Regions from separate parts of the Mus musculus genome. Here regions 2, 3, 4 and 5 are each linked to region 1. A link is a contact called in public HiCAR-type, HiChIP or PLAC-seq and promoter capture Hi-C data. All regions are on one chromosome and are shown on one strand. The core of a region is the stretch at or near the end of the contact, and the rest is flanking DNA. Distances in the headings are between cores, read along the strand shown. Region 1 holds the start of Nup153 (nucleoporin 153). Region 2 overlaps Stmnd1 (stathmin domain containing 1). Region 3 has its middle 37 kb from the start of Stmnd1. Region 4 has its middle 66 kb from the start of Stmnd1. Region 5 holds the start of Rbm24 (RNA binding motif protein 24).

Evidence for each region. Promoter capture Hi-C pulls out the DNA fragments that hold promoters and counts their contacts. HiCAR-type assays count read pairs that join an accessible place to other places. HiChIP or PLAC-seq counts read pairs in DNA pulled down with a chosen protein or histone mark.
Region 2: a contact with region 1 is called in a HiCAR-type map of kidney, with 3 times the contacts expected there. The contact joins the enhancer-like site here to the promoter of Nup153 in region 1. A contact is called at or near these places in 2 of 39 promoter capture datasets (cranial neural crest and frontonasal cranial neural crest), 1 of 484 Hi-C or Micro-C datasets (cortical neurons) and 18 of 115 datasets of contacts at active chromatin or transcription factors (the SCID.adh cell line, bone marrow-derived dendritic cells, bone marrow-derived macrophages and 13 more).
Region 3: a contact with region 1 is called in a promoter capture Hi-C map of hippocampal neurons, with 6 times the contacts expected there. The contact joins the enhancer-like site here to the promoter of Nup153 in region 1. A contact is called at or near these places in 14 of 39 promoter capture datasets (the 3T3-L1 cell line, 3T3-L1-derived adipocytes, the HPC-7 cell line and 8 more), 1 of 15 datasets of contacts at CTCF or cohesin (CD8 T cells), 4 of 484 Hi-C or Micro-C datasets (cortical neurons, forebrain and uterus), 32 of 115 datasets of contacts at active chromatin or transcription factors (CD4 single positive thymocytes, DN3 thymocytes, the SCID.adh cell line and 23 more) and 1 of 9 other capture datasets (pancreatic islet).
Region 4: a contact with region 1 is called in an H3K27ac HiChIP or PLAC-seq map of acute myeloid leukemia, with 2.9 times the contacts expected there. The contact joins the enhancer-like site here to the promoter of Nup153 in region 1. A contact is called at or near these places in 3 of 39 promoter capture datasets (the HPC-7 cell line, hippocampal neurons and pre-B cells), 3 of 484 Hi-C or Micro-C datasets (CD4 T cells, CD8 T cells and effector CD8 T cells), 20 of 115 datasets of contacts at active chromatin or transcription factors (CD4 single positive thymocytes, the SCID.adh cell line, T-cell acute lymphoblastic leukemia and 17 more) and 1 of 9 other capture datasets (liver).
Region 5: a promoter capture Hi-C map of pre-B cells shows a contact between it and region 1, with 2.8 times the contacts expected there. The contact joins the promoter of Rbm24 here to the promoter of Nup153 in region 1. A contact is called at or near these places in 8 of 39 promoter capture datasets (cranial neural crest, embryonic stem cells, frontonasal cranial neural crest and 5 more), 3 of 484 Hi-C or Micro-C datasets (the HL-1 cell line, cardiomyocytes and myocytes), 3 of 115 datasets of contacts at active chromatin or transcription factors (astrocytes, embryonic basal ganglia and memory CD8 T cells) and 1 of 9 other capture datasets (pancreatic islet).

What each region holds. Positions count from the first base shown.
Region 1 is chr13:46,726,489-46,729,186 of GRCm38.p6, reverse strand. It overlaps Nup153 (nucleoporin 153), which reads left to right and starts at 1,338. Exons shown (of 22, transcript NM_175749.2): 1 at 1,338-1,827. The coding sequence starts at 1,714. All of the region lies in intron 1 of Gm46412 (a long non-coding RNA gene), which reads right to left.
Region 2 is chr13:46,293,228-46,295,925 of GRCm38.p6, reverse strand. All of the region lies in intron 3 of Stmnd1 (stathmin domain containing 1), which reads right to left. Among named protein-coding and RNA genes, the nearest start is that of Stmnd1, 21 kb to the right of the region's middle. Within about 2 kb of position 1,320, at least 5 of the 459 cell types and tissues checked have an H3K27ac peak or open chromatin away from gene starts, as enhancers often do. A contact at or near this core is called in intestinal villus epithelium and kidney, where this site is marked.
Region 3 is chr13:46,309,773-46,312,470 of GRCm38.p6, reverse strand. No RefSeq gene overlaps it. Among named protein-coding and RNA genes, the nearest start is that of Stmnd1, 37 kb to the right of the region's middle. Within about 2 kb of position 1,325, at least 15 of the 459 cell types and tissues checked have an H3K27ac peak or open chromatin away from gene starts, as enhancers often do. A contact at or near this core is called in cortical neurons, double positive thymocytes and hippocampal neurons, where this site is marked.
Region 4 is chr13:46,338,821-46,341,518 of GRCm38.p6, reverse strand. No RefSeq gene overlaps it. Among named protein-coding and RNA genes, the nearest start is that of Stmnd1, 66 kb to the right of the region's middle. Within about 2 kb of position 1,343, at least 85 of the 459 cell types and tissues checked have an H3K27ac peak or open chromatin away from gene starts, as enhancers often do. A contact at or near this core is called in CD4 single positive thymocytes, CD8 T cells, the HPC-7 cell line and 8 more, where this site is marked.
Region 5 is chr13:46,416,984-46,419,681 of GRCm38.p6, reverse strand. Rbm24 (RNA binding motif protein 24) reads right to left here and starts at 1,382. Exons shown (of 4, transcript NM_001081425.1): 1 at 484-1,382. The coding sequence starts at 651.

The DNA of each region.
Region 1 (2,698 bases), core at 89-2,588:
TATTTCATAAAAACAAAAAACAAAAAAACCCTGGGTTATAGTCCTGGCTTTGAGTGCCCAATTAGATATCCACCCTCTTTTATTTTTTTCCAAGTCAGTTCTCTATGCAGCCCTAGCTGTCTTGGAAAACGCTTTGTAGACCAGGCTGGCCTTGAAGTCACAGAGATCCATCTACATCTGACTCCTGAGTGCTGGGATCAAAGATGTCTGTCACCAGCCAGGCTCTAAATCGATACCCTTAATGGTGCCCCTTAAATTTTCTTGGTTTCCATATAGTCCATTGAATGACTAGGCTGGACCACATGATCACACAGACCTTTTGTCTAATGCCTGCATCTTTAACACGGTGTATCCGGTCTTTGAGGATACATTGTTTAGTCACCTAACTATAATATTAACTGAAGCAAATATATGTTTACTAGGGATATATGAGTCACCCTTAATGTGTGTTGATTGCATAGGTCATAATTGCAACCATTTACTGCGTTTCTTGTATACCAGGAAATCTACTGGGTGCTCTCTACACAGACGACCGCACTAGCTCCCCACAACTTTATAAGGTAGATTTAAATAGTAGAGTCATCCAAGGTCAAGTTTGTAAGTAGTGAAGCAACTCAGAATGCCAGCACGGTGTGTGTTGACAACAAAGCCCTTATATGTTTAATGAAACAGTAATGAAGTTGTATTTTTTGCTTTCGTTGAGACAGAATCTCACTATGAAGCTGAGGGTAATGTGTAACTAGCCATTCCCCTGTGTCTGCCTCCCAAGTGCCAAATGCCTTTCCTACTTTGTTTTTGGCCTGGGGATCGCGGCCACGGTTAATTTCAACGCGGTCTCCCCCCCCCCCCCCCCGGATTGTGATGCATTATGGTTCTTTGATTTTACTGTTTACTTCCATTCGGCTTATAATTGATGAATGGGAGATTACAGTATTCGTGTCGAGTGCCCTTCTGAATCTAAACAAGCAGCCAACCGCCGCCAAATGACCCGGGCTTTGTGCCTCTGCGGTGCTCCGTGGGTGTCCTTCCGCTATAGCCTGCCTTTCCGAGAATCCGCGTTCTGGCCAGAAAAACTACATTTCCCAGAGGCTCCCACGACAGGGAGCGCGGGCTCGGCCAACCCTTCCTTCCTTCACCCATCCCCCCCCGCATTGTCGCAGCGTGATGACGCAAAGCGTCGGTCGCGGAGGAGTGACGGTGTTCTGGCTCGCGACCGGGGCGGCCGCCTCAACAGCGGTAATAGGCGCAAGAGCGGCGGCGGCGGCGACGACTGCAGGGACGACGACGGCGGCGGCGGCGGTGGGGCGGGCGCAGCGCGCACAGGGGGAGGGGTTGGCGGGCGGCGCCAGCGGCCTGGACTGCGGCAGCGACGGCCAGGGCGACTGAAGAGGAGCCTCTAGCAGCGGGCGGTCGAGCTAGGCCTCAGCGGCGCCCGGAGCTGCTCGCGCCGGCCTCGGCGGGAGATCTCCATAGAGACGGTGACAAACACAGACGCGGGGGTCCGCACGCGGCCGGCGCTCCTCAGCCACCTCGGGGCCCTCAGCCGCCGCCACCGCCTTCCTCGCCGCCGCGCGCACTCTCAGTTCCCGCTCGCTCCCTCGCGGTTCTCGCTGTGTCTGTGTGTCGCCTAGGGCCGGGCGGGGGAGGCCCTCAGGCCGCCGCCTCTGCCTCTCCCGCCCGGGAGCGGTAGTGGGAGGCCGCCCAGGCTCCGCCATGGCCTCGGAAGCCGGAGGCATAGGAGGGGGCGGCGGCGGCGGCAAGATCCGGACTCGTCGTTGCCACCAGGGGCCGGTGAAGCCTTACCAACAGGGGCGACCCCAACACCAGGTACGGGACCGGTACGCCGTGGCGACTGGGCGGCTCCGGGCGGTCTCTTTGGGGGGCGGTGCGAGGACCCGGCGGCCCCACGTGGAGGGGACCAGAGGGCCTGAGGCTGGACCCGGGTGGCGACGGGAAGTGGGTAGAGCCTGGCCGGGCCTGGCGGCAGACACGTGGGATGCGAGCGGCCTCTCCCAGCCCTCCCGCCCAAGGGCTTTCCCTGGCGGGCACAGGGCGGGAAAAGAAATCTCAGGCTTCGGATATTCGGGCTGCTGCTGCTGCTGCTGCTTCTTCTTTTTTTTTTTTTTTTTTGGCGGGTTTTTGGGGGTTAAATGGTATTCCTCACGACCTCACGAAGGGAACAAGGGAAAGATGTGGCAACAGGCCCATCCGCTGGCAGGCTTTTTCTTTCTTGTGTTCCCGGGTTCAGGGTGCGCGGGGAGATTAATCTGCCACCGCGGCCCGGAGAGACTTGGGGAGGGGGCGCTGTTACCCATATCGTGGAATAATTTCGGTTTTAGACGCGTTAAATCATTAATGGTAGTCCGGTCCCCTCGTCTGTCTGCTTGGCCTTTCCAGATCGGAACACACTGGTTTAGCTTCTCATCCTTTCCTCTCTTAACTGAGTTATAGTTATGTGGCACTGAGGCGTTTTGAAAGTCCCTCGCCGCTCTTACGTCTGGTCTCTGATGCGTGGTTCTTCCCTCTCTTCTCTCCACCCCGCTCTATATACTGAAGACCAGAATCATCCACTCTCTACAGTTGACCAGTTCTTCAGCTCTGATCTCATACACCAAATATTTTTAATACTGGGCGTTTTCTAGAAGTTTAAGGTATTTCGGGCTCACCAGGGGTGTTACTTAAGCCACCGTATGCCTTC
Region 2 (2,698 bases), core at 71-2,570, 430 kb after region 1:
ACGGTTCTTTACGGCCATTGGGATGATTTTATGTAGTATGAGGTTTTTCAGTGCACGAAAACTGAGCTATTCTGTAAAGCAGGTTCCCCTTGGCCCTCATTTTATGTTCTTCTTATGACAGCTGGTTCTTAAGCTTCCTGCTGGCAAATGCCACTTGCTGGAAAGAGGGACATACCTGCTAATGGAGGCTCAAACTAGAGGTACTTTGAAATTCACACAAAAACCCTTATTAGGAATGTTCACTCTCAGAAGACTGAAAGAAAATGGAAACCCAAGAGCCAATGAGGGAATGGCAAGCCAGACATCTCAAAACAGTCTGAATCTTGACAGAAATTGTGTGCCAATGAAAGATCTGGAGAGCAGTTTGGGTTTTCTGATAGGGGAAGGTGCTTCCTGTGACCATTCCAAAGTGATGTCTTTGGTTTCATTCTCTGCTTCCCTTTGAGACATGGACTGTACCCCTGAGGGCCCTTGTCCTTTCTTGATGTTGATATGTTATGCTAAAACCACCTCCATAGCTATCGGGCTTTAGGGGTCGCTCACTTTGTAGAGTGCTTGCCTAGTGTGGATGAAGATCTTGGTTTACTCTCCAGTACTGTATAAATCAGGCGTGGCCGTGCATGGCTGTGATCCCAGCTCTCAGAAGGTGGAAGCACTGAGATCATCCTTGGCTAAATAGTGAGTTCAAGGCCAGCCTTGGTGATACCAAACCTTGCTTCAAGACAGACAAAGAAAACAAAATAAAAAGACCCCTATAAACAGAATTGTATTCTTCACAAATGAAGTTCAGATAGACAGAATCTTTGAAACTGTGCTGCTTACAGGTCTTAATGGTGTTCACATGTGCACAGAGATGTCTAGACTCAAAATCTCAAATACCTTGAAGTCTAGAGAAGCTATCAGTTAAATTGTGTTCACTGGGAGTAGTGTCAGAAGACTGACAACCCTGAGCACAACATTAGGTGCTAAGAGATGAATCACATTTTTGGCCAAGATACCCATGCATGTCTGCCTTACATCCACTGCTGTAACTCCTTAGGGCTTTCCTAATTAGCTCTTCACCTACAAATGAACCCACCTTGGTCATGTTTCCTAAGGGAGTCTCCTGCACCGAAGAGGCCAAAGCTTCCTGCAGCCTGTTCTTTGGCCTCCAAGCCCTCGGTGAGGGAGATTGCTAGCTGTGATCACTGACATATTATTTGAGTCCTATCTCAACCAGCTTCCTCCATACCTCTCCAGGAGGCTCAGCACACAATACTAGAAACTCTGCTGCCATGGAAAGTCCTTAACTACAGTGAAGGTGACCCAGTCCAGAAACAGAGATGACAATAAACTTTGACCAGACAGGAGGAATTAGTAAATAATTCACCAAGTTTGTGAAAAGCAGCCAGGATATGCTAAGAGATGCAAGGGCATGAGTTTGAGGTCAAAGCCACCTGAAAACAATAACACCTGTGAACACATGAAAGCCAGGCATGTATCAATGCAAAGGTTGTTCTCTACCACCACACACATTGACTCTGTCACATACAACCTGTGTGTGCTTACAATGAAGTCACTTCAAGACGCATTATAATGCTTTAAAATACCTGGGAGCTTCCTTCTCTGAGCTGATAGTCAGCTTCTTACTGGTTCCCTCTCCAGGTGTGTGTATATGTGCTTGTGTGTGCACACATTTGTGTGCAGGTATGCATGTATATGTGTACATGTAGATGCCAGAGGTGGATGCTGAGTGCCTTCTTCTATCACTTTCAGTTTTATTTATTGAGGCAGGGTATGTTAGTTAGGATTATTATTGTTGTGATAAAACACCACAACTAAAGGCTACTGGGGAGGTAAGGGTTTATTTTTCATTACAGTTCCACAGCAGTGTTCATCACTGAAGGAAGTCAGGACAGGAACTCAAGCAGGGCAGGGACCTGGAGGTTCCCGATTCAGAGGACTGTCTCCCTTCTCATGTCTTGTTCAGCTTGCTTTCTTATAGAACCCAGGACCCTCACACCCCCCCCCCCCAGGACAGCGCCATGCACAATGAGTTGGGCCTTCCTCCATCAATCGCTAACTGAAAAAGTACCCTACTGGATTGCTGAGAGCCTAGCATCACGGAGGCATTGTCTTCATTGAAGCTTCCTCCTCTCAGATGACTTTAGCTTGTGTCAAGTTGGCATAAAACTAACTGGCACACAGGGGCTGTCACTAAACCTGGAGCTCACCAATTTTTCAAGACCAGATCCTCAACATGAATGGGTGTGGCCTTCTCTGGGGACCCCAGTTCAAAGTACAAACATGCTTGAAAAGTGTTTATCCAGAGAGGACCTCATAAGTGATAAAATAGGGGGAAATAGGTAAAGGGGAGGTGCTGTGGTGGGCACAGGTATTCCATGGACAAGTGGGGAGAGACTAACCTCCTAAGATGCTCCCAAATTAGTGTAACAAAGGTGCCCCACTTCCAGCATCCTTTATTCTTTTATACTTCAAGGGAAAATGCAGTGAAGGATGAGAAGAGGCCAAGAGAGGGCAGACATATGTCCGGAGGGAGTTCCCCTGTGTTTGTGAATGCCAGTTGCCCGACACCATACCTCTTGTTTTTTCAAGCATTCTCACACTTATCCTAGCTGCCCGTGTCATGTATTCATTTTCTCCCTGCTAGGCATGATGGCACACACCTATAATCCTAGCACATAGTCATCTGACCCAG
Region 3 (2,698 bases), core at 76-2,575, 420 kb after region 1:
TCTGGAGTGGTGAGAAATGCTTCTAATCTCAGCAGGAGAGAAGCAGAGACAGATTCCTGGGCATATAGATCAGGCAGCCTAGGCCACTCTGTCAGTCACTAGGCAATGAGAAACTATGTCAATAATAATGATAATAGTAATAATAATAACAATAACAACAACAATAATATAAGGTGGATGGTACTCAAGGAATGGTATCTGAAAGTTTTCTCCATACATACATACCCTCACACCCAGAGGCGAGAAAATGAGAGCAAAATCAAAGACAGCATCAAGTTTTGCTCCTGATCCACAGGGAGCTTCTGGTTGCTATTTGTTGTGAGAGAAAAGCCTTTAGGAGAAGCAGAAAGCTGTCCTACAGACATATTCTATTGAGATGCTGATGGAGAAGCCTGGCAGGATGTGTGCAGGGTCATAAACAGCAAGGAGCCACTGTTGTATGGATAGCCTCTACCATCGCAATGCACAAGCTGGCCAAGGATAAACTCATAGACAGACATTAGATGCCGCCCAGTGGGAAATGTTCTGGAATAATAAGTCTGGGGCCCGCCGGATGCAGGACACAGGACAGCTAGTGAACGTCCTGGAAGTCAAGAGGACATGGGAAGCGAGTGCTTTGAGAAAGAGGGCATGAGAAGCCATCAAGCACAGTGCAGATGTAGAGCTGTCCCATTGGTCCAGCAAGTCGTGACTGGAGCAAGAACAGATTCCATGAAATCGTGGAGGGGAACTCCACAGGAGGTATCTAAAGGAGAACAATTAGCAGACAAGAACTTTGGTGCTCTGTGCCAGGTGTACTCTTTTAGTACATTCAGATGTAAAGCAAAGACCAGGCTGGGGGCCTGGATGGGCAATGTGGATAAGAAGGAAAATGGAGTTCAAGAGAAGTTCAGGGAAGGCCAGTTAGAGGGGTGGCCTTTCACTGGGGACATGGGTGGGGAGGAAGGGGCAGAATGAGGTCACAAATACAGGCAGGTGGGTGGATGTGGGGGTGTGAGTACCGTCTTCCCGTCGCTTCTGTTTTCTCTTTGAAGTCTGAAGAAAGACCATGAGCTCCAGGTCTCGTGGGTCTCTGTAGAGTGAGAGACAGCAGCAGCCTTGGCGTCTGCACCATCCTACAAGTAACACGGATGGAGTTGAGAAAGTGAACCAGGGGAGTGAGTGGCTCAGGGGGTAAAGAACTTGATGTGCAAGTGAGCAGACCTGAATTCAGATTCTCAGAACCGATGTAAAACAGAGACATGGGACTGTCACCACAGTGCTCCTATGAGACAGGAGGCAGAAACAGGGGACTCTCCCGAGCTCCTGGGCCAGCTAGCCTGAGGCGTGCTACAGTGAGGAAGAGATCCTGTCTCAAGCAAGATGGAAGGGGAAGGACATCCGAGATTGTCCTCAGATCAACACACATGCATTTACACTCGTACGTGCTAACATGTACACACACACATACGTGCATATGCACGTGAACACACAGGCAAGAAGCAAAAGAAAGAGAGAAAAATGCAAAACGTCGCAAAAGCCAGTTAATTTTTAAATGTATTTATTGTCAAACCACAGAGCTGACTTCTATTAACTATCTTTTGGCACCACCTGCTGGAGACAGATCCCAGCAGCTAACGGCAAGGATCATTGATAATGTGCACAGCAAATGGGGAGAGAGAGAGATCTCTGTGGACTGGGATTCATCAGAAGAGTCACTTGTGAATTTCGCTGTACATGATCCTTTCCTCAAAGTGTGGTTTTTCAATGGTCTATGAAAAACAGAAATTCATAGAAAGAGAGAAACAGAGTTATAGTGGTTTTTTTTTCTTTCTTTTTTCAGGAATGGTAGTGGTGTTCTGTCCCTCAATAAAAGCGTAAGCTTTCTTCCTCTTCTGGCTACATCCCAGGAGTAGTTAGCTTATATGGGCCTTGAGATGCTCTTGGCTAATGTAATTATCCAGTGATTGAGATGAGTGAGATGCAGTTGCCAATACAGTATTTTAACCAAAATGGTCCAACGATATTACTTTTCCCATTTTCCATGCAATGTGTTGTGATGGAGATGGACATCTTCCCAGTGATGATGCAGGCTTGAAACTGCTTCCCTTAACCCAGAGACTTCCTGAGAGTTTATCTCAGCTGTAACTAGTGATGGTTCCTTACTATGTTCTTCTTTGTGTGTTTCCAAGGACCTTGCTGCAGACAAGTCACAAAGGTACAAATATCCATTTCTTGGAGAACTGGAAGGAAAATAGCCCTATATTCCTATATTCCTCACTTTTTCCCTACCTGCATCCAAGTACCCAATAAGAAGTAACTAAACTAAATGAAGAAGGCTTTATTCTGTTGTATAATTTGGAAGTACAGTCTAGCTTGGCAGCTTGGTGGCTCACATCTGAGAGGCTCAGGAAGCAGACTGTGTGGAATGCTGATCCTCAGCTGTTTTTCTCACCTATGGTAGGATGCTGCTTGAAATTAGGGATGTCCTTACCTCTCAGTTAATCCTTTCTGGAAACATCACCCACCTACCACAAGATATCTATCATCAGTGCCTTGCGTGTTTCTTAATCCACTCAAACTAGCAATCAAAATTAACAATGACAGGTTTTTATGTCATCTGGGATAATTGGGCAGTCACTCACTCTGCCAGGACATTTCTGTGAGGATGAAAATTCTCCAGCAATGGTAGACATAAAAGTCCAAATTAAGTCTCTCA
Region 4 (2,698 bases), core at 94-2,593, 390 kb after region 1:
ATAGGATCACACAGCAAAGAGGAGCACGCTGCTGGGGTGGTTGGTAGCAACAGGTCTCTTCCACAAATGGCAGTCACTACCACAGACAAGGAGTTTTAGTGTTTTTCACTTCTTGGGCATTATAAGTAGAAAGCATGAGATTGGTTATGGAAACAGACTGAGGTGGAGAAAAACATGGAAAGGCAATTCCTTTGCTGGGCTATGACTTAAGGCTGGTTTGGCCTTTCCATGGTTCAAGTCCTTAGATATGACCAGAAAAAAAAAAAAAAAGCTCTTAATGAGCATGCGTGGCACCCAGGCAGGTCTTCTAGTGTGATGAGCTTGCTTTAGTAGCGCAGAGAAACACAACCCAGGGTTAAAGTAAAGTTAAGATTCACGTTAATTTCATCTGTATTCCTGCTGCATATGTTTTAGAAATATTGACATACTTTTCTAACCAGATGGTATATCTTACATTTAATTTCTGAATGATGGTGGTAACTTTCTTAACTTTGAAGTCCCAAAGTAGGGACATGCATGGTGGAAAAGACCAGAGTATTTGACTATGACTATCTGAGTTCTCCATCCTGTCTAGTGGCCCCCTTGGGAACAGTGGGTGAGAAGGTTACAGAACCAATGGCTCAGACTCTGGGAGCAGGTGAGAATGTGTCAGCAAGCTCATTTATTAAGTCTCTGGGAGCGCTCTTTATACCCTCCACCCGTGTCCCATTGGTCTCAAGTAGTTGTGTCCTCCACGTGGCAGCTACTGATTGGCTGTCATTGTCTGTGTCACCTGTCTCTAGGCTCTCAGGTAGGCTTCAGTTTGTCCCTCATGCAGAAGTTACCTCGGTGGCTGTTCCCATCCGCTATTTACCTACATTTATGCAGAACTGGCCACCGCCCTTGCAGCGGGGCCTTTCTGTTCCTCCTACCTTCCGGAACATTCATCTTTCCAAAATTATTGAGTGGACTTTTGCTCAACCACTAGTTTGGAACTCAGTACTCAGGTCTCAGACGTTCTCCATTGCTCCATTTCCATATGCTAACAAATAAGATAACAGAGACCACACCTATTGAGGGGGGAAAGTGAATGAGATTCCAAAGGCTCATACATTTACCAAATAAAATCGCCTAGGCTGTGGTTCACAGTATGAACACTACAGGTATCAGTACATTTTCTGGTGCTGTGATAAAACACCATAACCAAGGGCAACTTATAAGAGAACAGGCTTGTTTTGTCCTGTACTTCAGGAGAAACAGAATCCACCGTGGTAGAGAAGACAAGTAGGGCAATAGTCACAGGAAGAGTGTCAGCAGGCAGGCAAGGTGGCAGGAGCAGGAAGCTGGCAGATCACATGTCCACCTCCCACCCTCGTCCCAGTCCCCGAGCCCCAACCCTGCACAGGAAACACACACAGGAAGTGGGTCAAAGCTGTAAAACCTCAAAGCCCACCCCCCAGTGACACACTTTATCGGGCAAGGCTTTGTCTTCTAAAGGTTTCACAACCTCCCCCTAGCATTACCACTAACCAGGGACCAAATGTGCAAATACACAGGAGCCTCTTAGGGCAAATTCTCATCAGAACTACTGCACTGTGAAAGGCTAAAAGATGGAAACGTGGGAAAGCTGGAGAGACCATAGAAAGTTAGCAGGGTCAAAGTCCAAACAGAAATGAGACCCACAGGCATCCCATGGGAACGGTGCCTGTAAATCCCCTGTGCGATGCCTGCAATCAGAGTTCATTTAAGCCGTTCTGGAAACACTCTCATGGACACACTAAGAGATGTATCTCCGGGTGATTATAAATCCCACCCAGTGGACAACGGAGATCAGCTATCACATCCGTGTGCTTCAGAATGTGACTGTTTGAAGATTAAGCAGTGATTGAATTAAAATGAAATTGGGTACATTGTAACTCAAAATGATAGATGTTCTTCTAGGAAGATGCACACAATGACTTCAGGGGTACAGTTGTCCAGAGGCATGCTCATGAGAATAGGCATCAGCAGACTGACAGAGAAGTCAGAAGATCCACCCTGACAACCTCCCAAACTAGAAGAAATAGGTTTCTGGTTTTTAAGCCATTCAGTCCATGGCTCACGTGGTCTATGCAGTACCCATTTTTCAGCCTCCTGGGCTTAGTAAATAAACTTCTGACCATGCCCCGATGTAGATGTAATCTTTATCTTTAGACTGTTACCCAGGGAACATTTTCACTGGCTAGAGAGACTAAGCACCCAATGCAGCCTTCCATCACTTCAATTTTGTTATGGCAGCTGTAGCAGACTAATACATCCTTCTAGAAGCATGGGACTGATAAAGCAGGAGGAAACAAAACCAGTTTCTGAGATATTCTCCCATGGCTTAAGACATACCCATGATATGTTCTGAGGAGTTTTCAGAGAAACGTCCTGATGTCAAGCTGTAGCCTCACATTGTGCCTGAGTCTACATATACTTCCACACTACACACACTTCCACACCCACGCATCTAATACACACCAGAAAGAAAAAAAGAAAGAAAGATGAGAGAAAGAGAAGAAAAAGAAATACCAAGACAGTGTTGGAAAAGGGGAAGAAAAGAAAAGGAAGCATTCAAAAGGTAGACTTCAATTCAAGTCGGTTAACAGTGGGACGTGTCTGTCCTTCTCAATACTCAAGGGGCTGAGGCAGGAGGTTCACTGTGAGTTTGAGGCCAGTCTGAGCTACATAATGAGAT
Region 5 (2,698 bases), core at 133-2,632, 310 kb after region 1:
TGTGTTAGCTCTAGCCCTCCCTGGGCCTAAACAACACACACACACACACACACACACACACACACACACACACACACTGTTTTTTTTTTTTTTTCTTTTTTAAACAAAGCACCAGCTCACTTAACAACCAGCCTCCAACCTGGGAATCCACAGTGAGGGGCTCTGCTTCCTCCCTCCCAACTCTCCACATCTCCCATCTCTCCTTCCCAGGCTCTCGGGGCCACCGAAAGAGCATGGCCTCAGGTCCTCTCTGTACCCCACGAGGCAGCCACGGCCCTTCGTTTCTCCAAGCCCCATCGCACTTAAAGTTTCAGCTTAGCTCCGAGTGAACGGGCGTCCCGCGAGGTCCCACTGTGCCCCTTATCCTAATCTCTGCCTCCCCAGGGCCTGGGGCCACTTGCTCCCTGCTGGCCTGATCGCTTTGGCCAGGACCTCTCTTAGTTGCTCCCCACCCACCCTGAGTCCTTCTTCCACGTAACTTACAAATCCGTAGCCCCGGGACTTGCCGGTCTGCCGGTCTGTGATGACCACCGCTTCCTCGATGTCTCCGAAGACCTCAAAGTACTTGCGCAGGCTGGCGTCGGTGGTGTGGTAGGGCAGCCCTCCCACGAAGATCTTGGTGTACGTCGTGTCCTTCTGGGTGGTGTGCATCTTCGCGCCCGCCCCGCGGCTCGGGCTCCGGCTGCGGCTGCGGCTGCGCCTGGTCCTCGGGCTCCGCGTCTCCCGCAGCGCGCGGCGGCCGCCGGGGGCCGAGGGCGCGCGCGGGGGCGAGGGGGCGGCGTGGGCGCTGGGCGCGCGGCTTCCCAAGTGGCCCACTGTCCCCGACACTCGCCCAGGCGCTCTGCTCCAGTCCCCGCGTCCGGTCACTGTCCAGACCTTCCGGATCGTCCGGGTAACCAGCTCCGTAGCCGCGGACTGTGGGAGCCTTTTGCACTCACGCCGCGTGAAAGTAAAAATAAAATAAAAATATTTTTTTTCTTAAATGCAGAGAGGGTGGTGGTCTCCAAGTCCAGAAGAGGTAGATGGTTCTTTCTCAAAAAATCGAGTGGCTTAGTGGGATGGGGGTTGGCTCAGAGGCTACCGTGTCCCGGGGGCGCGGAGGTGGCAGCTGGGGGCGCGGTGCTGGGCCCGGCTCGGTCTGGGAACCGTCCCTTCTGCTTAGTAGCTGCCACACCAGTGCGGACGGAGGACCGCTCTCCAACCCTCTATTCCTTTTTCCCCAGCGGCCCTGGGGGTCGACGCCCGGCTGGGGAGGGGGCGGGCCGGACGCCTGCGATTGGCCGGGACAGCACCTGGGGCGCCCGGCGCCGCCGCCCCCCAGCTGTTGGGAACAGCTGCTTCTCTCCCCGCGCGCGGGCGCTGGGTCGCCTGGCTGGGGCTCTGGCGCTGTTGCTGGGGCAGAGTTGGAAACGGCTGGAGGCGGCCTGGCTCTGTTGTTGCCTGCTCCTACTGGTCAAAGTCGCAAAGACCCCTGGCGATTCCCGCAGGGACCCAGAGTGAGCTGATTGACGCTCCGAAGCAGACCACGCTAGCTTCTTGCTAGGCCTCGCTGGCACGACCAGTTGACTTGAGAGTCCCCCGGGGCCTGGGGTGGTTTGTACAGAGGCCAGTCCCCTCCCAAACACCTGGGACCAAGGAGATCTGTCTCTAGCGTCTGAACCGTGAGAAGAACTCTCAAGTTTTCTTAGCCCCCAAAAGCTGGTGCTGTGGGTAACCAAGAGGAAGAGCCCCAGGGATGTTATGTGGTGGGGTGAATAATAATAATAGCCCCTAGCATTTGGGAATGCTTGAGAAAAACTTTGGCTTTAATGGCTCACAGCTAGCAAAGGGTGTCTGTATTCATCTGGCCCTGCTGACTACTGCAGAGGACCATGAATTAGTACTGTACCTCCCACGATCATCAAATTTGTGCTTCCTGCCTAACTTAGTTATTCAGGAAGATGGGTACAATGTCTGTCTCAACACAAGTCGCTCCCACCTCCGCCTTTTTTTTTCCCCACTAAGCAAAGAATCTATTTCCTTCTATTTGAATTGCAGAACGGTTAGTGAATTGACCTCATTTATTTATCCGGATATAATTGTAAAAAGTATGATTTCTTTTAAAAGGGTGGGGGCTGTTACATAACGATGGATTTCTACCAGCAATTCTGGAAGCATAGATAGAATACACTAAACGTAGTATATGTTTATTAATTTAAGCCAGCTCGTTGGCAGTTCTTATGCTCAATAGGGCTTTAAATTAATGACGCTTTGAAATCAGCCCATCATATTTAAGGTTTAGATTAAAATACCCCTCCCCCTTATTTTGAGACAGGGTATTGTGTATCCCAGGCTGTCCTTGAACTTCCGGTGTATCATAAAGATTACTTTGAATTTGAACTTCTGATTCTTCTGTCTCAGAGTCCTGAATGCTGGGACTGCGGGCATGTGCCCCTTCTCTGGGTTTATGGGAAGCTTTGGGAAGGAGCACAGGGCTTCCTTCCTGCCAGGCAAGCACTCTGCCGACTGAGCTACATCCCCAGGCCCCCGATGAAAGTATTTAATGTAAGCAGAACATTTCACTCTCTGCCCTCACTGCACAAGCGGGTTTTGCTCCGAGAGGCCAGTGTAGTCCCAACACTAGTTGCCCCTGAGCTACATCTTTTATTTCCTTTTAAACAGGTCAGTGTATTAACCGATAGAGCCCCACAGACATACC